Regions from separate parts of the Mus musculus genome. Here regions 1, 2 and 3 are each linked to region 4. A link is a contact called in public HiChIP or PLAC-seq and promoter capture Hi-C data. All regions are on one chromosome and are shown on one strand. The core of a region is the stretch at or near the end of the contact, and the rest is flanking DNA. Distances in the headings are between cores, read along the strand shown.

The links. Promoter capture Hi-C pulls out the DNA fragments that hold promoters and counts their contacts. HiChIP or PLAC-seq counts read pairs in DNA pulled down with a chosen protein or histone mark.
Region 1: a promoter capture Hi-C map of liver shows a contact between it and region 4, with 3 times the contacts expected there. The contact joins the promoter of 2700038G22Rik here to the promoter of 1700096K18Rik in region 4. A contact is called at or near these places in 3 of 39 promoter capture datasets (liver, neutrophils and pre-B cells) and 1 of 484 Hi-C or Micro-C datasets (CD8 T cells).
Region 2: a contact with region 4 is called in an H3K27ac HiChIP or PLAC-seq map of extraembryonic endoderm stem cells, with 7 times the contacts expected there. The contact joins the promoter of Fam126a here to the promoter of 1700096K18Rik in region 4. A contact is called at or near these places in 1 of 39 promoter capture datasets (pre-B cells) and 1 of 115 datasets of contacts at active chromatin or transcription factors (extraembryonic endoderm stem cells).
Region 3: a contact with region 4 is called in a promoter capture Hi-C map of liver, with 4 times the contacts expected there. The contact joins the promoter of Nupl2 here to the promoter of 1700096K18Rik in region 4. A contact is called at or near these places in 3 of 39 promoter capture datasets (hematopoietic stem and progenitor cells, liver and pre-B cells) and 1 of 115 datasets of contacts at active chromatin or transcription factors (pancreatic cancer cells).

Annotation. Positions count from the first base shown.
Region 1 is chr5:23,848,181-23,854,595 of GRCm38.p6, forward strand. It overlaps 2700038G22Rik (RIKEN cDNA 2700038G22 gene), which reads left to right and starts at 2,417. Exons shown (of 4, transcript NR_045042.1): 1 at 2,417-2,441; 2 at 3,941-3,975; 3 at 4,538-4,580; 4 at 5,606-6,415. It overlaps Gm42228 (a long non-coding RNA gene), which reads right to left and starts at 4,859. Exons shown (of 2, transcript XR_880875.3): 1 at 4,518-4,859; 2 at 1,274-1,950. It overlaps Snord93 (small nucleolar RNA, C/D box 93), which reads left to right and starts at 4,053; the gene lies at 4,053-4,097.
Region 2 is chr5:24,026,912-24,034,081 of GRCm38.p6, forward strand. Fam126a (family with sequence similarity 126, member A) reads right to left here and starts at 3,779. Exons shown (of 11, transcript NM_053090.3): 1 at 3,568-3,779.
Region 3 is chr5:24,162,180-24,169,412 of GRCm38.p6, forward strand. It overlaps Nupl2 (nucleoporin like 2), which reads left to right and starts at 2,784. Exons shown (of 7, transcript NM_153092.4): 1 at 2,784-3,024; 2 at 5,164-5,386; 3 at 7,117-7,211. The coding sequence starts at 2,898. It also overlaps a transcript of Klhl7 not described here.
Region 4 is chr5:25,527,195-25,533,887 of GRCm38.p6, forward strand. 1700096K18Rik (RIKEN cDNA 1700096K18 gene) reads left to right here and starts at 2,824. Exons shown (of 1, transcript NR_027388.1): 1 at 2,824-4,272.

The DNA of each region.
Region 1 (6,415 bases), core at 1,167-3,666, 1.7 Mb before region 4:
ATAGCAACATTCCTCCACCCACCCGCTTCCTGGGTTCAAAGAGTGTTCATTCAAAGAATGTGCTATTGTTAGGGGCTCTTAGAAACTGTCTTGAGAAATAACCCTCACAATTACCAGGTATTCCTCGTGACTCTTGTGACTTTGCACTTCCTTGTGACTCTTAACTGGTATTTTTGGTATTTTCCAACAACGCCCTCCCCACCTCCTTGAGTTGTGGTTTCTTCCTTTAAATACCCCCTTATCCAGCTACTCGGCGCCCCACGGTCCTCTACCCCTGCATGGTGTATGACCGTGGGCCTGAGAGCGCTCTTGAATAAAAATCCTCTTGCAGTTTGCAGCAAGACCGTTTCTTGTGAGTGATTTTGGGGTGTTGCCTCTCCTGAGTCAGAACGTGGGGGAGTCCTCACGTTGTGGGTCTTTCAGAAGGAGGGAGAGGAGGGGAGGGAGAAGGGAGACAGAGAGACTGACCTAGGTATGCTTCCTGTGCATGTGGGATTGAGGTAACCATTGTAGGAGGCTGTAGCCTCCCCCTTAGGCTGCCTGAGCGGCACCTTAAAGATGGTGCCTGCCGGATGCAGAGCTGGTGGTGTAAACAAATCTATATTTGGTGGAGACGCGCCCCTGCCGCCCTGATTGGCTGAAGCCTTGTGCCTGGTGAGGTGACGTGGCCTGCCGTGAGTGGATGCGGGCTGAGAGTATATAAGAGTGAGAGGCCCGGGGTTGGGGGAGAGAGATGAAGAGGGAGAGAGATGAAGACTGAAGGTTGCCGAATAAACTGCTGTTAGAAGAACTGGTGGTCTTGTCGTTCGGGCTGGTCGAGGACGAATGCAACAAACCATCACAAGGATAGTTTTGGCCACACTGTGCTGTGCTTAAGTATACCTAAAATAAATAACTGAGGTCTGACTGCCAAAGTTTTGTCAGCGCTGACCACTGAGCCCTGTGGAGCTGACCTGCCTTGTATCCTCACCTCCCAAGGCTCCTCTCTCTGATGCCCATGCAGGCTGCAGAGACCTCTGCAGGGCGGGGAGGACTAGTGAAGAGTCTAGCTGAGTCAGTGACGCCCAGTGATAGAACTTGTCTCAAAAAATAATGTGGAGAATAATTGAGGGAAAGAAACACCAACCTGTGACCTCCACGTGCATGGGCAACACGAGCACAAACACAAAGACACTCACGTACACATACTGAGAAACAAATAGAGAAACAGTTTAAGGTGCCTATAGATATGTTCTTGTGTTGGGGTCTAAAAATCCAAAACAACCCGAGCAGGTTCAAGAGTCCCCCCAAAGCAAGATCTTTATTTGAATTAGGCAGCAAAAATCAACCAGTTAGGAACAGCAGCACAGACTCCGTCTGACTGCGTCTTCGAACATCTTAGTAAGTATTTAAGCAGATGACAAAGATGTATTGCACTCGGGCTGCTGCTGATCAATCAGGGCCATAGAAGAGACTCAGGAACTGAACTGCAACCCCAAGCCAGAATGGTACGGGGCTTTTAAGCTTGAAATCCATAAACGTCTGTGCTAAGTTATCCCACCAATCAGGACTTAGGGGTAGGGGACTTCCTTAAGAGCACGTCTTTGTGGTGCACTTACTCTGTTCCTACAGGACTCAACTGCAGCGTTCATGTTGAAGTGCACTCACCTAGCATCCATGCTTCTACTCACCAAGCAGGAAGTCAGTTACCCAGGGAGGTCTTGGGAACTTAAACTTTGAGTTAAGGCCTGTTCCAAATGGCTTCAGTTGGTTCCTTCTTACACCACTGTCTTCTGAATTCTCCTCTTGCGTTCCCACAAGCAATGGATGAGTGGGGTCTGGGGTGCAGGCGTTTTGATAAGTGTGTAAGTGGTACCATGGTGGTGTCTTACTTTTCAGTTCCTCAGTGGCCTGTGACGCTTAACATACCAAGAGCACACAAAGAGTAGGCAACTCTTTTGAGGGCTGTTGCTATAAGGAGAAATAAAAGGTGGCTTACTTGTGGCAGGATGTAGCAGGAATTTAATGGCGGATGTTTTGGTCTGTTTGGTTGGTTTACGTTTTGTTTTTACATGGCTAGAGAGATGGTTTGCCGCTTAAACAGTGTTCTGTTCTTGTAGAGGACCTGAATTTAGTTCCCAGCATTCAATTTAGGAGGCTCACAGCTGTCTGTGAGTCCAGCTCCAGGGAAGCTGACACCTATGTCTGGCATTTTGAGCACATGCAAATATCACAGACAGACATAGTTTAAGTCTTTTTGGGGAAGCGGGCGGGGCCAGTGGCTCTGGTGCCGCCAGGGGGCGCGTGAGGGCCGGCGCTGGAGTCAGGCGGGAACGGGGGAAGGGGCGGGCAGGAGGGGCGCTGGGCCACTCTGGTTGGCTGAGCCCCGGTGCTCAATGTCCGGTCGGTTTTAAACTCGGTCCCGCCCTGGCGCCCAGCTCTTCCGCCGCGGCGCGCTCCTGGTAAGTACTCTCCCCATTGCGAGTCCCAGGACCACGCCACGTGGTCTTGGCGATTTTCACGGCGCTCGCCCGTGGCGCGGGTCCCTGCCCATACGCGTCCCTTCTGTGTGGGACAGGCGATCAGCCTTGCGCTGCCCGGATTTGTCCCCTCTCGGATGGAGGCGCGGCGTCCGGACAGCCCGGGTCCTGGGCACACTCGGGGCTTCCCGCCCGCCCAGGACTCCGATGACGGGGACATCGACTATTTAGGAAGCGAATGAGATCAGAGCTCGGAAAGTAGCAGGAGGCAGGATAATCCCAGTGTCAGCAAGGGCAGGGGTGATTTCGCCCACGCAGGCGCGTCCTCGCCGCCGCACGTGTCCTTTAATTGCTGCTTGGCACAAAGGCTGGGCTTTTTGTTTTGTGCTCATTTGTTTTAAGGTTTGAGGGTATATTCAGGCGGATACCTGCAACCGAGTCCAGCAGGGACCTCTGCCTACAGGACCTGGATTACCCTACTGCTGACACAGACCCAGCCTGTCTGGGTTTTGGGTCCTGGGAGAAATCTGAGCCACTGGATTAGCACTTAAGCAAGGTGACTTATAAGCAATGATTTAGGAATCGTGATTTGGAATTCCTAAGACCGGGTATAGGTGTTTAGCGAGCACCCAGGAGTCCTCCCTGTTTAAGAGGTGACTGATTGAGACACCAATTAAAAGTAAATATCATGGTTGGAGAGATGACTCAGTGGTTAAGAGTACTGACAGCTCTTCTAGAGTTCCCGAGTTAAATTCTCAGCAACCACATGGTGGCTCACAACCATCTGTAATGAGATCTGATGCCCTCCTCTGGTGTTGTCTGGAGATAGCAACAGTGCACTCATATAGAAGAAATAAATCTTTTTAAAAGATTATTAGATTATTGAGACAGATTGTCATACTGGCCCAGAGAATATTTGTGCTCTAGGACCCTAAGTATTGGCATTTATGGACATAAGCCACTGTGCCTGGTAAAGGACATTTTAGAGGAAAAATAGGCTTGTGGGCTCTTGTAAACAAGTTCCCTGTGTTGTAGTTTTCTTTCCGTTAGAGGTTAGGGTTCTGTTGAGCCCCTTCGAGAGTGAAGGGCAGCATGAGCCACCTTCTAAGGTAAGGAGTTATTTTTCCCTTCCTCATTCAGGCTCAGGAGACACATCTGACGCTGCTTCTGGTTTTGAAATCAGAGAAAATGTTTCACTTTCTTAAAGGAAGAGTACTGCTATTACCTGCAGTACTATTTGCTTCTAAACATTAAGAGTTTTTGCTTCTGGGGTGGAAATAGTGGGAAAGATGGCCCAGAGGGAATAAAATGGACTCCCAGCTGTCAGCAGTATGAAGATTAGAGCTCTGTGCAGGAATAAATGCTAGTCAGAGGCAGGCCTTCCATCACCAGATGCAGCTAGGAGCCACCAGGAAGGTCCTTTCTGAAGGAAGCTGTGGCTGCTGCTTGTAACAGTGCTGGTTCTTTTTTCTTTTGAGCAGATGAGTGCTGTGTCCAGGATGATCATGAATTCAAGGTATGTGTTAGATGGCAAGTTTGGCTTTCCAGGCATAATTCCAGGAACAGTTCTTGGCCAAGGATGAGAACTCTAACCTGACTGGATACGCTGCTGTGATGGGTTAAAGGATTTACCTGAGGCCAATAGAACAGGCAGGAATTTAATGCAGTCACCCCATGTCTTTTTAAAGTAGATGAGGGGTTGGAGAATGGAGTGAGAGGGCTTAGCAGTGCCAAGCCCGTTACCTTTGATTCTGGGACCTGGTGGAGAGAGCCAGCTCTCTAGAGTTATTCTTGCACCTTCATGTGTGTGCTAGCACACGTGTGTGCACACTCAAAATAATAAATGTAATAAATGGGAGCGTTGGTGAATGTTTAATACTTAGAGGGTGATATGGCTTTGCATTTCAAGTTGTGTTCAAACATTTCTGAGTAGATCCACCCAATGTACTGGGTAGTACATTAAGTGTTCTATTTATACTAAAAGATGGTTAATGTCAACATAGTCCACACATGGGTGTGTTGCTTTATTTATTAAGTAATGGTTGCAGATGTACTTACCTCTGGTGTTCCTTCTGCAGCTCTGGAGCTTGAGATGAACTGGTCCGACTTCTAGAAGAGAAGGTAGGCATCTGTGTGTAGAGTCAAGGTTTTAGGTTACCTGTTCCCCTTCATATCGGGAACGGGTGAATTCTGAGGCATTCTCATTGTATATAGAGAGCATGAGAATTTTGTGTCTGTAGAACGAAGTTCCATTATTTAGTTTTCTATGCGTCAGCCCTACTCTGAAACATGTCACAATGTTAACATAAAAGATCTTTTGAAAAAATTGGCTTTATTTATAAAATTTTTACTTTTATGTTTGCTTGCATGTCTGTTCCATATGTGTGCAGTGCCCCTGGAGGCCAGAAGAGGGCATCAAGAAATTTTTTTTGAAAATTTTAGTTTTATTTATAAAACTTTTTTATATGTTTTGCCTGCATGTCTGTACCATGTGTGTGCAGTGCCCGTGGAGGCCAGAAGAGGGCATCAAATCCCCCTGGAATTGGAGTTACACTTGGTTGCTAGGAATTGAACCTAACTCCAAGAAGAGCAGGCAGCCAGGGCTCCTAATTGCTGAGCCCTAAACTTTGGCAGCTCAGAATTGTCCAACACATAGTTGAGAGATCTAGTCCTCCCAGGAGAGTGAGTTGTATGGTAGGATCCTTTTGGTGTCCTGGCTTAATACCCACCATGTGTACTCTAGCTGTAGCTGGAATGAGCAAATAGCCTATGTGATTTAAACTACCATGTCAATGCCTCATTATGTTCAAATGCTCTGTAGAGAAATGAAGCAAAAAGTTAATGTTTTCAGAGAACTCATAATTCCAAGTAAGAGTCTTGAATATATGGAGTGAAAGAGCTTTACATTGTCCACGATGATGCGCTGTGGCGCTCCCAGGCATGAGCAGAGTAAACTTGGCAACTATGGTCTGGTGGGGGTGGGGTGGTGGCCACAGTCTCACCAGATCTTCATCCAACTGGCAGACACTACCCATCTCCAATGCAGGAATCTCGCTCTAGGGCCCTAGCCCTACCCCGAGGCCCACTGGTCTCTCATCTCTAATAAATGATTGTTTCTTATCTCTAGGTTCCCCCCCCCCCCCCAGGAAAAGCCAGTGCAGTTACCTGACAGTGAGTAAACCCGATGTTTCTTGTGGTTTCGTCAGATCTACCATCGCCTGCCAGCCTGACCTGCTTTGACCCCGCAGACTGTCCCTGTCCCCTCTGAACAAAAGGATGGCTGTTGCACAGCAGCCCTATGGTTTGGTTGCTGCAGGTACTTAAAATGGCTGTCTGAACTTAAACTGGGAGGGTAGCCATTAGGAGATAGAAACCTACCTCCCATATTTCTTAGGAGTCTTGTGATTTGGAGACTCCATTTGTTCTTCATTCCTCCCTAAATGGCCAACCACCGTGGGCAAGGGTTCACCTGCCACTCATAAGCCTAGCCTGAGCTGTGCAGTGGTGCTGCATACCTTTAATCCTGGCAGAGGCGGGTGCATTTCTGAATATGAGGCCAGCCTGGCCTACAGAGCAAATTCCAAAACAGCTAAGGCTACACAGAGAAACCAAACCACTCCAGCCTGATTGTTTCAAGTACAGACCTTTCCTGAAGGTTCAGGCTTGGGCCTACTCAACTCCATAGGCCCAAAGGCTAATTCTTGATAAAGTCAGTTAGGCTTCTGTTTCCTTGCTAGACACCTGGCCTCTCAGAGTCAAGTAACCTTCCCTCTCCCCTGACTTGATTTATATAAGCCAGTCCTGCTAGTTCAATAATTGAGCTGTTCTCCGAAACAGTATCCTAGGGTAGAAACATAGATTTAGCGGTGAAGATGACCAGACCAAGTCTGCAGCCACCAAAACAAGATTACTAGTTCTCAGAAAAAATTTCCTGCCCTTCCCTGCACTGAATTCCA
Region 2 (7,170 bases), core at 2,529-5,028, 1.5 Mb before region 4:
CAGGCGACTATCAAGAAACTTTATCTCCAGAACAGCACCAGAGTCTACTGGAGACGTCTACAACCACCCATCAACAGGTTAAAACAGCGACACATGCTCATCTCAACATTCTGAGGGCATGTGATCAGATTTAATATCACACCTCAAAAAAAAAGACAAAAGAGCATTTTAAAAACAGATCTTAAGTAAAGTTTTTGAACGTCTGACTATGTAGCCCTAAAGGTTTCTTGTGCACCACGGATTGTCGTCTTGGGATTGTCTAGCCTACCACAGGGTTCATTCTTGGAGAAAACAGATTCCTCCTCTCACAAACACCGACTAATGCCTGTAGCTCTTCCTTCATGGAAGAAACCTCATGAGAATTCCCCCATCCACACTTGACATGTCACTTGGTACAGTTATGTTTTGGTCTGGTTTAGGAAACCATATTGTTGCGATTTCCTGGTGCACACGTGATTTCCATCATATATGGAAGACACTTGTATAGCAGACATTCCAGCTCTGTCCTCTGACTCCTAGCAATCTTCCCATCCCCTCTTCCATGATGTCCTCTGAGCCATAGGTGTGGAGGATATGTTGAAATGCATTAACTGGGGCTAAGCACCCGGGTCATAATCAATTGCTAAATGTCCTTCCTCCATTCAGATAGGCAGCCTAACTCTGGAGGACTAAAAAGAAGCCTTAGCAGCACTTGCATTTCAAAAAGAAGCAACAAACTGCTAATTCCCGTCCAACACAACCCCGCCCCCCAAAAAACCCCTGACAAAGCCTTCCACAGTGATACCACAGGTCTTCTTCTGAAGAACCTCTGTTCTCACAATACTAGGATGCTCTCTTCACTTTTTTGTGGACCTTTAAAGGGCACTTTAGGAAACCAATCTTGGTACTACTGATAACTGACAATTAAAACAAAGAAATACAGTCGTCATTATCTTGTTTCTTATTAGAGATGTTGCCTTCAGAAATGTATTTCTTACTGATCACCGTTGTCTCCGGCTCCCCAAGGACTAACTAGGATTAATCACCTCATACCCACCGGCAGAGGTTTTGCCTTGACGCTGCTCTTTATTCATGCATGCACAAACATGAAATTCTTTCGACCTATGCTCTACTGTGGGGGGCTTCTTATAAAAGACTTACTTTACATGTCTGAGTGTTTTTTTCTGCAAATGTGTGTGAAAAACACGAGTGCCTGGTGCCTCTGAAGGTCAGAAGAAGGCATCTAATCTGGAACTGGAGCTAAGAATGGTTGTGAATAGCAACCATGTGGGTACTAGGAACCAAACCAGAGTCCTCTGCAAGAACAAGTGCTCTTAATTACAGAGCCAGTTCTCCTGCCCCTCAAGTGGTTTTTCAACCATGTTCACACATTAAAAATATCTAGGAAATCAACAATATGTTTAAAAACATAAACTTTACAGGAAAGTATCCAATACCAACAGAAAGTGTTCCCTAAGAATCAGAAGGAAACAAAGGATACAAACAATCTTAGGAGGTGATATGTGGGTTTGTTATTTTAATTGTGGCAATGATTTTATAAATATTAACATATTAAATATTAAGTGTCACAATTGAAATATGTATGTATTATACTTCAGAGAGTTCTTGTTTAATTAAATGCTGTTGTCTAGGTCCTATCCTGCCCTTGCTGGAAACAGGGTGGGGAAGGTTCCTTCTGAGAGTAAAAATTTTAAGTTCTGCAAAATACTATATGTGGCCAAGACAGAGAAATGCTATTCCATAGCCAGCATTTTCTCCTTTCTTTCCTTCCATTTTCTTGAAAAGTCTCACTCACACATCTCTACTTTATTGCCATAAGTAATCTTATGACTGGTTTTGGAGCTACACTCTTAAAAGTCACCTATGAAGATTTCTTAGGCTTGATTACAAATAGGCAACAGGATGCTGAATAAAAGTGAACTAGAAGATATACTTAAACTTATTGTCAAAATTACACCATTCTTTAAAAATGTAACCAAAGGGGATTTTATAAAATAGAAGAATAAAAACAAACAAAAAAGTAGAAAAAGGAAAGCAGGGTCCTTCAGTATGGCTCTGGTGGTAAAAGCTCTTGCCACCAAGCCTGATGAAAGGAAAGACAGAACTCTGTCTGCATTGACCCAACCCAGTCTCCACCTGGCATGCATACCCAGAGACTGTAGCTACTGATTATTAACGGGATTTCTAATTTGTTTCTGGAAATAATGTTAATAAATCAAATGACTGTAAAATGAGTCAATTGTAGAGTCTGGTTTCTAAATACATGCTGGGCTTCCCCCTTACTACTAAAGTGAAATTATCTGAATACTTGATTTTGATACCACTCCTGACAAAGAAACCTTTCCCCTTTCTTGTCCTTCAGTGTACTTCAAAAACGTGATACAAAGAGTCATCTTATAAACCTTAAAATGTATTCACCTAAAGGGGAAAAGTGGTCACAAACGATCGGGGGTGGGGGTTGGGGGGAGGAGGCTGGTGCCATTGGCAACAGAGCAGTCCTAGGAAAACACACCTCCCAGAACTATCGCATTGTTTCAAGGTTACCCTAATCTTTGTGGCTTTATGTAGATAAAAGTTGTAACAACTGAAAACCTCAAACTGCAACGCGTGGCATGAACCACAGGGCTGGCACATCTCCTGCAAAACCTACCTTGTTACCCAAAGGACACCCAGTGTACAGAAAGCCAGTGTTACCCTGCATGCAACCAGTAGCAGTCTCTGTATCGCAGCAGCACTCCCCCTACCTGAGCAGTGGAGCCGCTGCCCGCGTGCAATAGCGTTTTATCCCAGAAGCGATTCAGTGCAGTGCAAAACCACTAGGGCCAAATTCTTCAGGAACCTCTAAACTCTAAAGGTACAAAGCAAACACATGCACGCTGCAGGGCAGAGACCCAGTTTTGCTGAAGCTTGCAAACCTGGGGTGTTTTCGTGCGGGGAGGGGGGGGGCAAGGAAGGAAAAAAGAACGAAAGGAAGAAAAGAAAGAAAAAAGAAAGAAGCTTACAAAAAAACAAAAACAAAAAACCGTTCAGTGGACAGAAAACCCTGTCGATCCTCGAGGGCGGTCACAGCAGCCGCAGAAGAGGCAGAACTCCAGGGTCCAGCGCGGCGCAGGCAGAAGAGGAGCTCTCCTGGTGGTGGACAGACAGACCGGTCTGGCACTCCGAACCCCCAGCCCCACGGGATTCAAGACCCGAGCGAGCACCGCTCTGAAGAGCACCGGGTCTGCGGAGCCAGCGTGGGCGGCGAGGCCAGGCTTTGGGCGGCGCGGACGGGTGGGCAGTGGCCATAGGCTACGGTGGGCTCTGTGCTAGGCCGACCCTGGGGCACCCCCAGCTCATCGCCCAACCGGGAACGGAGCCTCGTTCACAGCGGGCAGCCGGCCGCGGCCAACTTAGGGTTCTCGGGCCGCGCCTCGCGCGGGAGCCGTTACCCGCAACGGGCCGCCGCCCCAGGACGAAGTCCTACCCGCCGCCGGCAACAGCTTCAGCCCCGCTCCTCCCAGACCAAAGAAAGTTCTCGGTCTCCCGGCGCCTCAGGGGCCGGCGTACGGCTCGCGGCAGACTCACCAGAGCAGCTCCGGACCTACCGCGGCCTCCCCCCACGACCACGGCGACCACGGCGACCACGGCGACCGGGCGACTGCGCTCCGCCGGCAGCCGCGCCACCTGCCCCTCTCCTTCTAGCAGCACGAGTCCGGGCGAGCCATCTTCCCTCCTCTCTCTGACTGACAACCCAGCCCGGACAGCCGCCACTGCCGCCAGCCTCTCTGACAGGCACCACCAGAGACCCGTCCCCAAGCAGCCAACCACCACCGTCCCACACTGGATCAGCCTATCACTGACCCCCAGGGTGGGCCCAGAACAACTTCTCCACCAATGAGAATCTGAAACTATTGATGGGGGGGGGGCGATTTGAGTGGGCGTGGTCTGCGCGATGGGCGTGGTCCGGGAACGCCCAGGGGAGACGATTGACTGTGTGGTTAGTGGTGACAACTAAGAAGTTCCATGAAGGTCTCAGGATCTCTCTGAGCCCTTTAGACCTTAAGTCTTACCAGATGCTTTAAAACGTAATCAGAAAAGGACAGCAAGCTGATATTCAATTACTCGAATCATTTCCCAAAAGTATATCAAAATTTGACCGGATTCTGGGGGGTGTGTGTGGGGTGTGTGTGTGTGTGTGTGTGTGTGTGTGTGTGTGTGTGTCTGTGTGTGTGTGTGTGTGTCTGTCTGTCTGTCTGTCTGTCTGTCTGTCTGTCTGTGTCTGTGTGATTTCGGAAATAGCAATTAAAATACTACCTTTTCTTATGTTCATTGCTTTTGACTTTAGCCTTGAAAATTTCAAATATGGTGTCTAAAAGACAACTGAAGAGTTAAAAAAAATATTACTGCTTTTGCACCCATGTGGAAGCTCACAACCTCTATAACTTCAGTCTCAGGGGATCAGTAGCCCTCTTCTGGCCTCTGCCCTCATCCAGGTACACATGCACCTAACACACACACACACACATAAATTAAAAGAATTTTAATAGTAAAAGGGAGGATGGAGAGTTGGCTCAGAGCTTAAGAGCACTTGCTGATCTTCCAGATGAATGGGGTTCAGTTCCCAGCACCCACATCAGGACTCTAGTACAGCAGATCTGACACTTCTGGCCTCGAAGGTATCTGCACACATATGGTACACATACATACATACACACTCAGCCATACATATATACACATTAAATAAATAAATATTTTTCTTTAGAAAAAAATTAAGTATATTTCTCTACTTTTTTCCATAAGCCATTTTTCGTCTTCCACACCTACTTATCCTACAGATAACGTTTTATATATATATATATATATATATATATAGCCAATACAGCATATGCTCCGAGCTCCCCCTATTACAACCCTCTCAACTCAAATCTGGTTGAATTAGAAAGAAAGAGAGAGAGAGAGAGAGAGAGAGAGAGAGAGGAAGGAAGGAAGGAAGGAAGGAAGGAAGGAAGGAAGGAAGGAAAGAAAGAAAGAAAGAAAGAAAGAAAGAAAGAAAGAAAGAAAGAAAGAAAGAAAGAAAGAAAGAAAGAAAGAAAGAAAGAAAGAGAGGAAGAAGGCAAATTTCAACCTGGAAGAAAGGAAGTCATTCTAAGTTAATGCTAGAGATGACAAAATGTCTCCCAAAACACTAAGCAAGTTTTTAAAACATACCAAAGAAATAATAAGCACATATTATATACATATACACATACACATATACATATATATATATTGAACATTGTATATACATATGTATATACATACATGAAGTCAACCAGGCCATGTTGTTAGGCTTCATTAAGCACATTGCAAAAACAAGATGATGGTGTTAAATCCAACACAACCATGCCCAATGGGCAAAAAGAACACAAGGCAAGAAAAATGAAGAGTTCCACAGGGAAGATGTCTGAGTCTATCTGAAAAGATGGGTACATCTGAGATGAAAGGGCAAGCCTCTACTCCCAGCTACCAGCACATGTTTGAGGCTAGCCTGGGCAACTTGGTAAGAGCCCATCAAAATTATTTTTACAAAGGGCAGAGGGTAAAGTTCAGCTGTAGAGCACCGGCTGGTATGTGCTAAGCCCCAAGTTCAATATTTAGTACCAAAAAAACCAAATGTTTTAAGTCAAGGGCCATTTCAGAAAGAGAGCAGCATGCCCTAAGTCACAAAGTGGCCAGGAAGCACAAGAACGAGTGTGGCGAAGGGTGAAAGGTCACACACCAGCTTACAGCAAAACTAGCTATAGGCATGATAAAAGATGCTTACACCAGCACCATTCACAGTGGGGCCTGCAATGCTGGGAGTGGTCTCTATGGCATTGTCCAAAATGGCAACAACTCACTAAATCTGGGTATTGAGCACTTGGGATAGGGTATGGTTTGGGTTTTGGTTTCTTTTTGTAGAGAATCTCTTCTAAGCATCATCTGTCAATAAAAAATGTCTATAGCCAATGAGTTGAGGCAGGAAATAGGAGGTGGGGCACTGGCAAGATGAAAGAGGATTCTGGGAAACAGGAGAGGTATAAAGAAGAGATTCAAGGGAACCGCTGAGGAAGATGCTAAGGAAGAAGCAGGTCTGGCCTGAAGGAGAGGTAACTAGTCATGCAGATAACATAGGATGGTGTGAATGGGTTAAATGAGTTATGAGCTCGTTAGAGAACAAGCCAAAGCATATGGCCAAGGCATTTTATAATAAGTAATTAATCTCAGAGTTGACATTCCAGGAGCAGAGGCTTCAGGAAAAAAAAAATGGATTTTTTTTTTTTTTCAGAAAGGGGAGATTCACCTGCGAATATGTGGTGAGATGGATGCCTGGCACCTGAGCACAGGTAACCAGCCATGTGGCAGAATGTACATTCAAGTAAATGGGTTAATTTAAGTTATATCTAGCCAGAGAAGAGCCTAACTATATGGACAAGGTATTTGTAAATATATTTTGTGTCTGAGTCTTATTTCTGGGAGGATGGGACTAGGAAGAAGAACTAGACCTAACTTCTACATCTTAAAAAATTTATTGGTGTGTGTGTGTGTGTGTGTGTGTGTGTGTGTGTGTGTGTGTGTGTGTGTGTGTGTGTGTGTATGTGTGTGTGCATGTGTGTGTATGTGTATATGTGTGTATGTGTGTGTGCATGTGTGTGTATGTGTGTGTGTGCATGTGTGTGTGTGTGTGATACATGTGCATAGGTGTGTATGTGCTGTGGTATAGAATTGTTTCTCTCCTTCCCTCTCTATATGAGTTCCAGAGATCAAACTCAGGTGGTCAGCCCCTTATGGCAAGTGCCTTAAAGCAGTAAGCCATGATGCCAGCCCAGGAGCTCTGGTTTTAATATAATTTTAATAACCTAGGGTTTATGTTAAGTGTGGGTGGAGGTATTTGTTTGAGGCTTTTAGGAAACATGGTTTCACTGTGTAGCCTTGAGCTGGCTTCCTGCCTCTGCTTCCAGGAGTCCACTCCCCTGTGCCGCTCAATGTGGCCAATATAATGTTGCTTTGAAGGTAAGAATTCAGGCCAAGTGTGGTGGCACACGTGTTTAACCCCAGCACTTGGGAGGTAGAGATAGGTAGGTCTTTGAGTTCAAGGCCAGCCTAATCTACAGAGTGAGTTTCAGCAGAACTGGGGCTACACAAAGGAAATCCTATCTCTCCTCTGTT
Region 3 (7,233 bases), core at 1,534-4,033, 1.4 Mb before region 4:
TTGAGACTTACTGCTGAACAAGCTCACCCTTTCTAGCTCTTTCTATACTCTGGCTGGTTCAACTTAGCTGTTCTGGCTCAAACTGATTCAATCTGGCTTCTCAGTCTCTGACTGTTGTAAATATTTTTATGTAAGATGTTGAAATTTGCACTATTTTAAAATGTGGCTATTTGAGCTGGGCAGTGGTGGCACACGCCTTTAATCCCAGCACTTGGGAGGCAGAGGCAGGCGGATTTCTGAGTTCGAGGCCAGCCTGGTCTACAGAGTGAGTTCCAGGACAGCTTAGGGCTACACAGAGAAACCCTGTCTCGAAAAAACGAAAAAAAAAAATGTGGCTATTTGAAGCTGGAGAGGTGGCACTGTATCTTGCAGAAGGACCTGGGTGTGGTCCTTTGCATCCACTCGGAGGCTCACGATCATCTACAACTCTAGTTTAGGGGGATTCAGTGCCCTCTTTCTAGCTACCTCAAGTACCAGGCACACAATGAAGCACATGCATACATGCAGGAAAACATGAGAAAAATTGTTAACATAGCTAAATTTTCTGATGACAAAATACTCATTTATTACACTGTAATCACACTGATAGAGCAGTTACCCCTGTAGAATAGGCAGCACTGTTAAAATATTTTGACTATATTAGCTGTTCTTTTTAGGCTGCTGATTAACTAGAACACATAACATTTTATAAAGCTTTCTATAAAGTTCCTTTACTCCTAATAACCTGTATCATGTTCCTAATAAGAACACGTCTTCCCCCAAACCAGAACTATCATTCACAATTCTAAAGGATAATGGGTAAAAGTAAACTATTCAAAGTATATTACTTCATATACAAATTGCTTTGTATTCAAATTTCTTTGTATATAAAGTACATTTCATTACTTTTTCAAAAAGTTCCTTTCCTATAATGTACTCTGCTTTCATTTCAGTAGATACTGGGTTTGTCAGTGTTCTGTCCTTTGAAGTGCTTTATTTTGATGATACATGGGTTTTACTTTTGAGAATCACAATTTGAGTATGAATGTTTAGTAGACAAAACTTGTTCCATATTATAACAGTAACTGTGGCTCTGTGGTCTAGTTTTTAAAACTTGTCATTATAGTGTCATGAAAATGTTTGAGTCATGAGGCATTTTAATACACCAATATCAAAATGTGCCATTTAATAAAGTTATTCAACTAAATCTATATTCTTTTTTGACTGTTTGCATTAGGTAAAATCCAATTTACTCCATCCAATATGGCACCAAACCAGTTCTCATTAAACTTCAGTAAACTGGTATTATGAAAGAGCATTTTGTGGGTTGCAGCATTAAATCCTGATTGATCCTTTTGAACCCCTTAATTTTTCCTCCAAAGATTTTTAAGGTTTCACTCTGATATTACCAGTTTTACTCCTTTTAAACATAACTCAATTTGTTGTGGGCGGGTGTGAAGATTCAAAATAGTGGCAGTTCTCACTTTGGTAAGCTGAGGCAGGAGGATGACTGAGACCATGCTAGATTACACCTACATATAGAGCTATCTAGATTGTGTTTCCTATTACTATGACAAACCCTGGTAAAAGCAACCTCAGAAGCATGTGTTGATTCTGGCTCACAGATTAAGGTACAGTCTAGCACAGCTTGGACGGGATTTCAACAGGAGCATGAGACAGCTGGGCACATTGTATTTGCAGTCTAGCAACAGCAATGGATGTTCAACTTGAATTTGCCTTTTTATTCAGTGTGTGCCCACTCCTTTGAGAATGCAGTCCTCATTAAGGGTACATCTTTCCAGTTCAACCTTTGTGAAAGCATCTTCACAGACATGCTCAAAGGTGTGTATCTATGGGGATCTAAGTCTGACCCTCCAAGTCCAGAGATTTGTGTCTATGGTGATTCTAAAAGTAATCAAGTTGACAGTATTTACCATCACAAGTGTTAGGATTACTAGTTAGAGTTTTGCTTTTGATCTCTCCATCCTCTAGCATAACCAAAATATAAAATGAGACTCAAGGTATACTTTGAGTCTGAGGAGTCTCTAAGCTGCCTTCAACTCTTAGTTTATCCCCATTCTCCAATTTTAATTTCCAAGAGCAATTTCATTTCATTGTTATATAATGTACTTGTTTTATACTGATACAGGGTCCTGCATGAGAACTGTAAAGATAATAAATGAAACGTAGTGGGTGTACGGTTTTGATCTTAGCACTAAGGTAGGTGGATTTCTGTGGGTTCGAGGCCAGCTAGTAAGACCGTATCTCAACAAAACAAACAAAACAAACAAAAAACAGTAAATTGGATACTTTCAGAAAACCTTTATCTGAAACTGCTCCTGAGGAAAATCGGGCTGCTTCTGTGTCGGTTTTACTCTTTGTCATTTTTCCTGATGAAATTTCAAAAGGCAACATTTACGTGAAATTTTAAGACATTACCGACTAAGAAACTAATAGATGCTTTTCGCCTGCATTGAGTCCTGTTTCCTGGTTACAGCTGGCTTTCTGTAAATAATCTCTCTTGATAAACAGATTTTTTTTCGTTGTTAAGCCCATTTTTACCTCCCCCCCCCCCAAGTAAATGTAAAGAACGAATGAGTCTCGCAGACTGTATACAGCCAACTAGAGGGTTGCTGGTTGTCTGCTATATCTGGTATTCTCTAGATTCGGGTCCGGGTTCAGGTCCGGGTCCGGGTCCGGGTCAGGGATCCAACGACCGCGTCCCATTTCAGCATACCCGAGCGCTGACAGCTCTGCTCTTCTTAAATCCCATTGGCTAAAGCCCACGCGGCTCACGGCACACTGGTCACAGAGCCTCTGGGCGCGGGGCGATGACGTCACACTAGCCGGGCCTCGGTTGCTGGAGCCTGGGCCCTCGCCGGCGACCGCGAGCAGGGTCGAGCTGGGACGGCGCTACCATGACCATATGCCAGTTTTTCCTTCAAGGCCGGTGCCGCTTCGGAGACCGCTGCTGGAACGAGCATCCCGGCGCCCGGGGTGCGGGCGGGGCTCGGCAGCCGCCACCGCAGCAGCAGCCACCCTCAGGTGACGGTCTGGGAGCCTTGAGCCAGGGCCACTTGCTGCGGACGCACACCTCCACCCCGGGCCCCTGCCCTGGCATGCGACGTCTCACCCCCAGTAGTTTGACAAGTCGTTTCTGATCGTCACACGTGGACAGGCGTTTGGACTTGGGTGCTCCTGTCAAACACTGCGTTTTTAAATTAGAGATATCTTCATCAAAACCTCCTTTTTGGTGAATGGCAGTGGTAGGGAGAATTCACGTGGGTTCATTCAGACCCCTTTCTCTACTCTTTCCCCTTCCTTGTCCGTGATCACAAGCTCTTAAAATCTGGGCTTTAGTTAGTAGCTTCCGACACTGGGTCAAGAACCTTACAAGTTTTGTGGAAAGGGTATTCAGGGGTTAGACATTAAACCAGCACAAAACAAGGTTTTAGAAGTCAGATAAATACGTTTTGTTCTCTTAATTTTGGAACCTAGTTTTTTGTTTGTTTTGGTTTTTAGGTTTTCAGAGATCGGCTTTCTCTGTGTAACAGCCCTAGCTGTCCTGAAAAACTCTTTGTAGACCAGGCTGGCCTTGAACTCACAGAGATCCACCTGCCTCTGCCTCCTGAGTGCTGAAATTAAAGTCATGTGCTACCACTGCCCAGTGGAACCTAGTTCGTGACGTTGTCAGTGGGTGCTTCTCTTTCCCCTTCTCTTTAAGGCTCCTCCAGCCCCTGTGTTCATGCTGGTTTCATATTTCCAGTCTTTTCGTGGAGGAGACAGATTGTATCATCTACAATGCTTCTAGTGAAAGACTCCAAATTAGGAGTCAGGTTCCGATAGATACTGGTATACTCCCAGGGACTGCTGAGAGGAATGTTTGCCATTTGGTCTCTGGAAACCTACTTTAAATGTAGTAATTTGCAAGTAAATGTTCAGTAGATAGATAATTAGGGGAAAAATACAAATAAAACTTTAGAATGAAAAGAAAGAAAAAGAATGCTTTGTAATTTTAAGGCCCACATTTGGGCCTTAAATACCTCTCTCTTTCCCTCTGCTCTGCTCCATCTTACGTAGCTTCCTGTTCCTCCTCCTGTGAGAGCTGGGCATATCCTATTCTGTCAAATTTTTCTCTGATTTGTCACTTTGTCTGGCACTCAATTAGATACCACTTTCAAACATAGCTGCTTCCTTCTACAGACTAACTTTACTTTCGATGTCTGAGATTAAAGCTGTGTACTAAAGGCATGTCTATTTCAGCCAGAGGAGTACTCTATCAGTCTGTTTTTAGTATATATTAAGTGATATATTTTCTAAATCCTAAGATAAATTACCTTTATCCTAGCATAAACTAGGAAGTGATAAGATTAAAAACAGTATCAAAACCTGAAACAAGTCCTATTGGCTTATTATTATTATTTTATGAGTTGTTAGAAATCTACGCTATACTTTACCTATTAGTAAGCTCTGCGATCTCTATATGAAGGATAGGTTGTGGGCATTGTGTCCACAAAGTAAAGACAGAGGCAAACACTTTTTAAATACCTATTTAAGGACAGAAAGTAAAATTTAACCCTTTTTATTATCCAGTTTATTCATTGTTCTCTTTCATTCATTGTCTCTATGGCCCAGTGCAGAAGCATACACACACATCCAATGATAGGTCAAATGAGGGCCTTGACCGAGCTGGGCTCACCGCAAAGCTTTTAGAGATGTTTAGAGTATTTTTTATTTATTCCCTCATGGTCAATTTAATAGGCTTAACACTGAACTCACCGATATGTCTTTATATTTCTATGATCACATTGATCTCACTTTGTTGTTGCTTTTTGTCAGCTTGGGTTTTGGGGTTTTTATTTGCTTTTTGAGATGAGGCCTCACTATATAGTTCTGACTGACCTGGAACTTAGAGACCTGCCTGTCTCTCCCTCCACAGTGCTGTGATTAAATTCTTACACCAACACACCTGGCCTTGATCTCATTTTTTAATATAAAGAGAACATTATGTGACTTGTTATAACATATAACAAACTATAACTCATAAAGGGATTGTCATTTAAAACTAGTAGAAAATAGCACTGTGTATAATGTCAAGACATAATAACATAAAATGTAATAGAGATCTTCAAGATTGGAAAAATTTACCAATTTTCTGATTGTTTGTTTTCTTGATTATTTTAGGGAATAACCGTCGAGGGTGGAATGCCAGCAGCCAGAGGTACTCCAACGTCATCCAGCCTTCCAGCTTCCCCAAGTCCACACCATGGGGTGGCAGCAGAGATCAGGACAAACCACCATTCGGCTCTTTTGATTCTGGGGCTTCTACCAGCAGAGGCTTTGGGTCATCTCAAAACCCTTTTGCTTCACCTCTCTCTGATGAGCAGAAAGATGAAAAGAAACTTCTGTGAGTTAAAAGTGTTGTAGAAAATCAATTGCTTAGCTTTTCCAGAAGCAATTACAGTGTTTTCAGTAAGCAAAACAAGAAAAAGAAGTCACCCGTGGCCCTGTGGCTCAGCCAGTCTGTTCACACTGTGAGCTTCTCAGACCTCATCACTTAGTGTGCGTTCTTAGGTTTGTCTGCTCTGGTCCACTTCCTGCTGTACTAGCATATTTCAAAGGTCAGTCTTGCTTAAACTAAAGTCGGTGTGCTCTGTGCTCTTTACAGAGTATCGGGTAACTCAGAACAATCGCTATCCTCAAGGGTACTGATAATATCACATATTTTTCTTTGTAAAACCTTTATTTCAGTTTCCCTATTTGAAGTTCCATAAAGAGTGAATTTTTAGGTTAGTTTGGGGTGTATTTTTTTTAAGGGGACAAGCAGGCTTTGTTTTATTTGAAAGCAGGGTCTCCCTATGTAGTCCAGGCTGGTTTGTAACTCAGGTCTCACTGCCTCTCTGTCTCCAGAGTGTTGTCACTTCACCAGCCATTTGTTTCTGAAATGCTGAGGACTGTGCCTAAATCTTCAAGCATCAATTGTGTGTGTGTGTGTGTGTGTATGTGTGTGTGTGTGTGTGTGTGTGTGTGTGTGTGTGTGTAACAAGGCAAAGTTCTATTGTGATCCTAAGTGTAATAGCATCCTTTGTGATACCTATCACTTTAGTAGTTAATGGTCACATTCGATATGAAAGAAACATTAATTTAGAGTCAAATGTATAACTTTGTTCAGATTTGCTGTTAAGTGCACAGATCTGAAGGCTGGAGAGGTGGCTTAGCAGTTAAGAACATTGGCTGTCTTTCCAGGGGACCTGAGTTCAATTTCCAGTACCCACACAGCAGCTCACAACTTTTGGTAACTCCAGTTCCAAGGGATTCAACACCCTCACACAGACATACACCAAGGCACATAAAGCTAAAAATAAATTATTTAAAAGTATATGTTTTAAGTACATGGACCTGTTTCCTATATTACAAAGTAGAAAATTTAAGTAAAATATATCTGAAGTCCTATAACCCACTCTTAAATTTTAATGATTCTCTATAACTGGTAGTGGTACTTTTTATTGTTTCCAGTTAAAAATACTGTGCATTGTATTTAGTTCTTTAAAAAATATTATATTTATGATAATTCTTAAGTATATGGATTAGTTTTTCTATTAATTAAAAAGATAGCACTATTAATTATTCTTTATTATTTGTAACTACAAAATACAAGGTGTTTGTTGTTTTGGAAACAGTGTACAGCCCAGATTGACCTTAAACTCACTGTGTTACCTGCCTGGCCTCAAAATTCTCCTCAATCACCCAGGTGCTAGGACTGCAGCTGTGTTCCACCATGCTCAGGTTGTCATTCATAGTTCTGTGAACTTCTGAGGTAGAAAAGAGTCTTCAGAAAAGAAGATGGTGGTGGCACACGCCTTTAATCTGGCACTTCGGAGGCAGAGGCAGGAGGAGCTCTGAATTGAAGCCAGCCTGGCCTACAGAGTGAGTTCCAGGACAGCCAGGGCTACAGAAAGAAACCCTGTCTCAAAAAACAAAACAAAAACAAAAAAAGAAAAGAAAATTAAAAATATGTAAACTTATGTATTTACTAGAATTTAAATTTTTAGTCACTTAACTTCATAAGTAACAAATTTTAATGAGCAAGTAAAATATCCATTACTCTCATTTTTCTTTCTTTTCTTCTTTTTCCAGGGAAGGAATTGTTAAGGACGTAGAAGTTTGGGAGTCGTCGGGACAGTGGATGTTTTCTGTTTACTCGCCAGTGAGAAAGAAACCCAATATTTCAGGTAACTGGGAAACGTGCTTGAC
Region 4 (6,693 bases), core at 1,574-4,073:
CACCGCCAGGGCCCGGCCCGAGCCCGGGGCCCAGTCAGACTCTGCAGTCTGTACACAACCTGAAACAAAGTGGGCAAAAGGCTGTCCTTGAGTCCACATGCCTTAGTTCTTACTCTGCTCATCAAGAAATAACAGGAAATAAAGTAAGAAAATGAAAGAATCATAAACTGTTTACAAGAGTAGCTCCTCTCCCAATTCTTGTTCACAGGTGTGTCTACACCATGGGGTCCAGCCAATAGGAAGACTGGGTTGCCTGTTGACTGGATCCCATCTCATGGAAGCATTTGTTTATCCACTAAGCATTTGCTAAACCTGCCCTAGCAAATAGAAAGAGCCCAGCTTGGAGGGAGAAGGGGAACCAGCCATTTTAAGTAAACAAGAAGGCTTCAGATGGTGCAGCATGCTTTGAAGGAAGTAACTGGGAGAGGACAGAAAGTACCTGGTTGGGGGCAGGGAAAGGACCCATTTCAGATCAGCTGACACTGAAGGCTGGCCTGAGAAGTCAGAAGAGATGCAGCTCCACACACAAGCCCCGAAGCCTCAAGTGCAAAGTTGGAAATGGGAAGCCCTGAGGGAAGGTTCTCAGTGTGCCTGGACTGCGCAAGCTAGGCACCTACAGAGCTGGGCCTCCCCCAGCCAGGATCCCGGAGCTCTGCAGACCTCGGGATGCAACCTAAAAGGCCACTTCTGTCAACTGGAATGCCTTAATGAGCCTGACAGGGCAATCTGCGGAGCCTGACCTGCATGCACACAAGATCATCTACTTTAGTAATTTTGAAAAAGTCATGGGTGTGGAGAGGGAGTGGCAGAGTAAGTGGGTCAGGGTCTTCTGTGGCCCAGGCTGGCCTTGAACTCCTGATTTTACTCCAGCCTCCCCAGCACTGGGATCTCAGGCAAGACCACCACACTCAACAGCTGTTTTGTTTTTGAGCTGGTTTCAAATAGCTCATACTGACCTTGAACTCCCCATGAGGCTGGCCTTGAATTCTTCCTGCCCCCAAATCCCAAATGCGGAGAGTACCAGAATTACCACAGTGGGGATTAAGACAACCCCCAGAAGACAGGGTTTCAATGCACAGCCCTGACAGGCCTGGGATCTGTAACCCTTCCTCTGCTCACCAGCAAAGGCTAGGCCAGTTTCAAATTTCAACTAAATTTCTCTTGGAGACTACATTGCACTGTGCAGTTTTATCAGTTTATTTCTTCTCTCTCCCCTCCCCCTCCCCCCCACCCCTTGGTTTCTCAGTGTAGCCCTGGCTGTCCTGGAACTCACTCTTGTAGACCAGGCTGGCCTCAAACTAAGAAATGCGCCTGCCTCTGCCTCTCATGAGCTGAGATTAAAGGCATGAGCCACCACTGCCCAGCTTATTTCTATTCTCTAAAACGATTTAAAAAAGCTAGCTCAATTATAGAAAGTACACATGTAAATTTTAAATGTCAATATTGCATAAACAATGGAAATTTGACTGCTACTCAGGAAAGGCAGCCTATTATTTTTGGAGTAACAAATTTGGTCACTTTAGGAACTAAGTCCTGGGACTGCAAAGATGACTCAGGTTCACAGCTCTGGCTCTTCCAGAGGACTTTAGTTCAATTCCGAGCACCCACAAGGTAGCTTGCGACTGTAACTCCGACTGGAATCTAACATCCTTACACAGACATACAGGCAGGCAAAACACCAATGCACATAAAATGAAAATTAATTAAAAAAATTCAATCCCAGGGTGGAGAGATGAAACCTTCTGCAGAGGAGCCCCCAAGTTAGGTGGCCCACAACCAGCGGCTCCAGGAACCCAGCGGCCGCCCTCTCTGGCTTCTGCAGTCAAACCCCGTACCAAGGAACTAGCGAGTTCCAAACCAGTCAGAGATACAAAGGGAGAGGTGAGATCCTGTTTGAAGAAACCTCCAAACCTAAGACACACCCAAAGAAAAGCACTACCCCCACCACCATCAACAACAAAATGTTTGAATGATCTGGGCCGTCCAGTTCCTTTCTGGAACCAAAACCAGCTAATATTGATATTGACGTTTATCACTTAACCCCTCTCCCTGATTTCGAAATGAAGTCTGTTCCACTCAGCCGAATTTAAGGAGAGGTGTGAGGGAATGAAGGCGGTGTGCGTGGGGGCTGGGGAAGAAGGAGTTGAAAGGGGCGGGGTGCGGCGGGGTACAGAGGCAAATGTAGATCGCTGCTACATTGAGTTTGGGACCGGGACCAGGTATCGAGGCCCGGGCTCCCAGACCCAAAGAAAGCAGGAAGAAACGCAGCAAAGAGGGAGGGAAGCCGACAGAAACCGGAATGCCCACGGGAACAAACTCAACAGTGACCAGCTGGAATCCACCGCGGACCATAGGAGGCAAGGCGCCTGGCGCGAGGGGCCAATAGGAGGACGAGCCGAAAGAGGGGCGCTGCAAGGCCAACCCGAGGACCAGCAAGACTGGGGGCGGGGCCTCTGGGACGAAGCCAATGACTGGGAGAGCGGCCTGGGACGCGTGGCCAATGGCAGGGCGAGCTGGGTTGGGGCGTGGCCCCTGGTTTGAAGCCAATGGCAGGGAGTACAGCTTGGGCGAGGCCAGTGGGAGCTCGAGGGTGGGGGAGGAGCCAGACCCGGAAGACAGTGGGGGCGGGGAGCCGCGATGACAACCTGTCAAGTCCACTTCGGGACGAACTAGGTCACGCGCTTCTTGTAGCTCCGGCGCCCCCGCCCCGCGAGGCCCTGCGGGTGGCCCCGGGGCCGGGCCGCACCGCTTCCTCTTCCTGCCCGCGGGGGTGGGGGCGGGGCGGACACCTGCCGTTCGCCGGCCCGCTCCAGCCTTCGGGCTGCCGAAGGTCTCCTAGCCTTCGGGCCAGTGCCCGCCGATCCTCCGGGAGCCAGGTCCGCGATCTCCGGCGCCCGCCGTGGGCTCGGGAAAGCGCACAGCGCACTACTTGTCGCGGAGGGATCCGGCCCCTGAGTTACCTGTTCTCCACTCGGAGCTGACCTCGGTCCAAGGGCCCGCAAGTCCGCCTCACCGAGAAGTAATACAGGTTCGGATCCGCGCCGCCGACCTCACAATGGCGCGGGCGTCCAGCCACTGTCACGCAGCATCCCGTGCGATTATTCGCCCAGAGCCTCACTGCTTAGGGGACCACGGCGGGGCCCTTCTCCCTCTCGCTCATTCAGAAGATGAGAACGTCCCCGCACGACACAACGACGCTGTTTTAACAATACCCAACTAACTCTGCTCTTCCAAACTGCACACACTTAAAGGTGACATGGCCACAGACGCTGGGTTGCAATACTACGCTGGAATTCTGCACTAATTATTTAAAAGCTTTCTTACAGTACTACAGCGAAACGACCGGTTACAAACCTTTCATTTTCGTTCGAACACCGTACTCTAACCAATGGATATTTTGTGAATACTTCTATTCAGTATCTCTAGATTTTTAAAAAAAAAAACCCAAATGTAAAGAAAGACATTACCAAATGAGTGGTTCATCAGTGAAATAATTTGTTTTGCCTTTACATTTTAGCCTTTTTGGAAGGCACATTATTTGCAGTATACACAGATATAAATTTTGTACATTTAAAATAGCCTGTATAGCCTTTTTGTCGTTCTTTCTTGAAGCCCCTCCCACTCTGAAGATTCTTTCGCTTCTATTAATTTTAAGTCTGGTTAAAAAAATAGTGCTTGAGGCCATCCTGGTCTACAGAGTGAGTTCCAGGACAGCCATGGTTAAAAGAGAAACCCTGTCTCAAAAAAACCAAAACAAACAAAAAAAAAATAGTGCTTAAATTAAACATAAAAACAATTAGCATTTACATTTGAATAATGCTTCTTCATGTTTATTACCATGTACATTACTAGGAACTGGAAGTCCAATCTTGTAAAAAATTAAAATTCAAGACAGGCCTTTATAGTGAGGTTATTGTCTTTTCATTATAACTCATTTTTTACAGCCAGCTAATTTTCCAGAGGGAATTACTGTTCCTATCTTTAGTCAATTTGGTTAAGAATTCTTTGCCTTTAAATATATAAAAATGTTTGTGTATGATTTTATTTTTCTGTGAGAGCATTAAGGTTAGAGGACAACTTGTGGGCATGCTATTCTTTTACCTAGGAATGGAACGCATTTCCACCCTGTGACAGGGTCTCATGTATCCTTAGATAGCCTGGAACTCACCTGTATAGATCACATTGACTGAAATTTCAGAGATTCCTCTGCCCCTCTATTCCTGGGATTAAAGGTGTACAACACTGCCACCAGCATTAAAAATTGTCTTTATACGTCTCTGGTTTTTTTTTTTTTTTTTTTTTTTTTTTTGGTTTTTCGAGACAGGGTTTCTCTGTATAGCCCTAGCTGTCCTGGAACTCACTTTGTAGACCAGGCTGGCCTCGAACTCAGAAATCCACCTGCCTCTGCCTCCCAAGTGCTGGGATTAAAGGCGTGCGCCACCACGCCCAGCACGTCTCTGTTTTTACATTACCTATATGTAACTGTCCACTGAGGCCAGAAGAAAGTCGTGGATCCCTGGAGCTTGGGTTAATTCCAAAAGGTTGTACGCCAGCTTTTGGTACTGGGAAGTGATCTTGGGTCCTTGGAAGAAGCAGCAAGCACTCTTAACCCAGGAGACAGCCTCCTGGCCACACCTCCCTTTTGTTTTTAATTTCCAAGATTTTGAAGTCTTTTCCCATTGAAGGCTGTTTAATTCTTCCATCTCCTTGGGAATAGAACCCAGAACTTGCCCATGCGCAGTGCGCTGGTCATTCTTTACTGTCAGTTAATATTAAGCAGACTATACAACTACAAAGGTTTTCTTCCTTCAACAAAAAAAAAATACACCTTGATATTAGCAATAAGCAAAGTCAACAGTGTCAAAAACATGAGTATGAACTCCTGTCATGGACTTATCCCATTGGTATTACAACTTATGACTTATCCCATAGGTATTACAATAGGAAGTCATGTTAAACTTCTGACAACTTGCTGTCCATGCTCTGCTGGTACTCTCTCCAGCTCTTCATGACTTTTCTTGCCTTCTTCCCCTGATCAGAAGTGAGATGTTAATTTGTGATCTCCTATAACAAGATGACCAGTGTGTTCTTTTCTGCACCCATAAGTCTCAAGAACTCTTGTTTTCTTTCTTCATTGCCCAAGTCTGCTGCCTCCCAATTGCTAGGTACAAGATTACCGCCGGGGGAAGCTGAACGCTTCACCTCGTGCATGCATATGAGACTCCTGGGCAGCACTCATGGCAGCTGGGATCCCGTCGGGGGAAGTGCCAAACATATCCTGTCGCAGTTTTCCTCAAATGTAACACCAGCAGCCCTCACCCAGCAAGCAGCTGGCCCAAGCAGCGCCACTCCAGAACGCAGAGCCCCTCCGGGCCTTCTCCAGCACAGTCCTTTTGTTTTATTTCTGAGATAGGGTCTCAGATACCCAATGATGGCCTTGAATTCAGTATGTATCCTAGGCTGGCCTCAAGTTTTAGAGACTCCTCTGGCCTCAGACTTCTGTATTGCTGAGATAAAGGCCTATGCCACTAGGCACAGCTTATTTTTCTTAAACGTTTTAATGCAGTGTGTCATTTTAAAACTGGCCAATCACGTAAGAAAAACTACTTGGTGTGAGCAAGGAAGAGCTGCCTCCCACCCCCTTGCCAGCTGCTGCAGGAGGGAGGGCAGCCCTCTTGCCTAGGCAGCACCTCCCTTGAGAGCTGGTAGAGCTGGCGCTGGTGGTGTGCTGGGGAGTCAGGCCTGAGAGATAGCGTTCTGGAAAGCTAGCCCTGTCCCTTGAAGCCGGCTGCAGGCAAGGGAGCTGCCCTTCCCCCCCTCCCTTTTTTTTTTTTTTTTTTTCCCCCTGGGCAAAGCAGGAGAATTGGCAAGCTGACCAACTCAACTAACACCCACCCAGATCCAGGGGCTTTGGGTGGCGCACGCCTTTAATACCAGCACTCGGGAGGCAGAGGCAGGCGGATTTCTGAGTTCCAGGCCAGCCTGGTCTACAGAGTAAGTTTCCGTGACAGCGGGGAGGGGGGGTGGGGGGGTGGAGGGGGGTGGGGGGGTGAAGGGGGGGTGGGGGTTGGTTAGCTACACAGAGAAACCCAGTCTCAAAAAAAAAAAACCAAAACAAAACAAAACAAAAAACAAAAGATCCCCACCCCAACATCTACTCCTTCTGTGAACTACTGGAGCTAGTGAATGGACTACAACCTGCAGAAACTGTAGGATTTCCATGACAAGGGGCAACAGCAGGATATCTGAGAGGAGTCCTGATAAGGATCTAGCACTGATAGTGTAGCCTGGGGCCTCGAACCAGACCTCTGACTCACTACAAGGAACATTTGCTGGTGAAGCTGTTTGAACAAAAGGGTGTGACACCCAAGGCTTCTACTACAAGATTTTTTTTTTTTTTCAGGAGAGATTGCAAGGGCCGAGGGCAGATACCGAGGGACATAAAGATGAGTGGAGCTTGCTGGGCAGGGGTGGCGCACGCCTTTAATCCCAGCACTTGGGAGGCAGAGGCAGGAGGATTTCTGAGTTCTAGGCCAGCCTGGTCTACAAAGTGAGTTCCAAAACAGCCAGGGTTACACAGAAAAACCCTGTCTTGAACAACAACAACAACAAGAGTGGAGCTGGGGTCCATGATTCACAAAGAATCAATAAAAATAAAAGATACTCCTTTCATTTATCTCAAATACGAAAAGC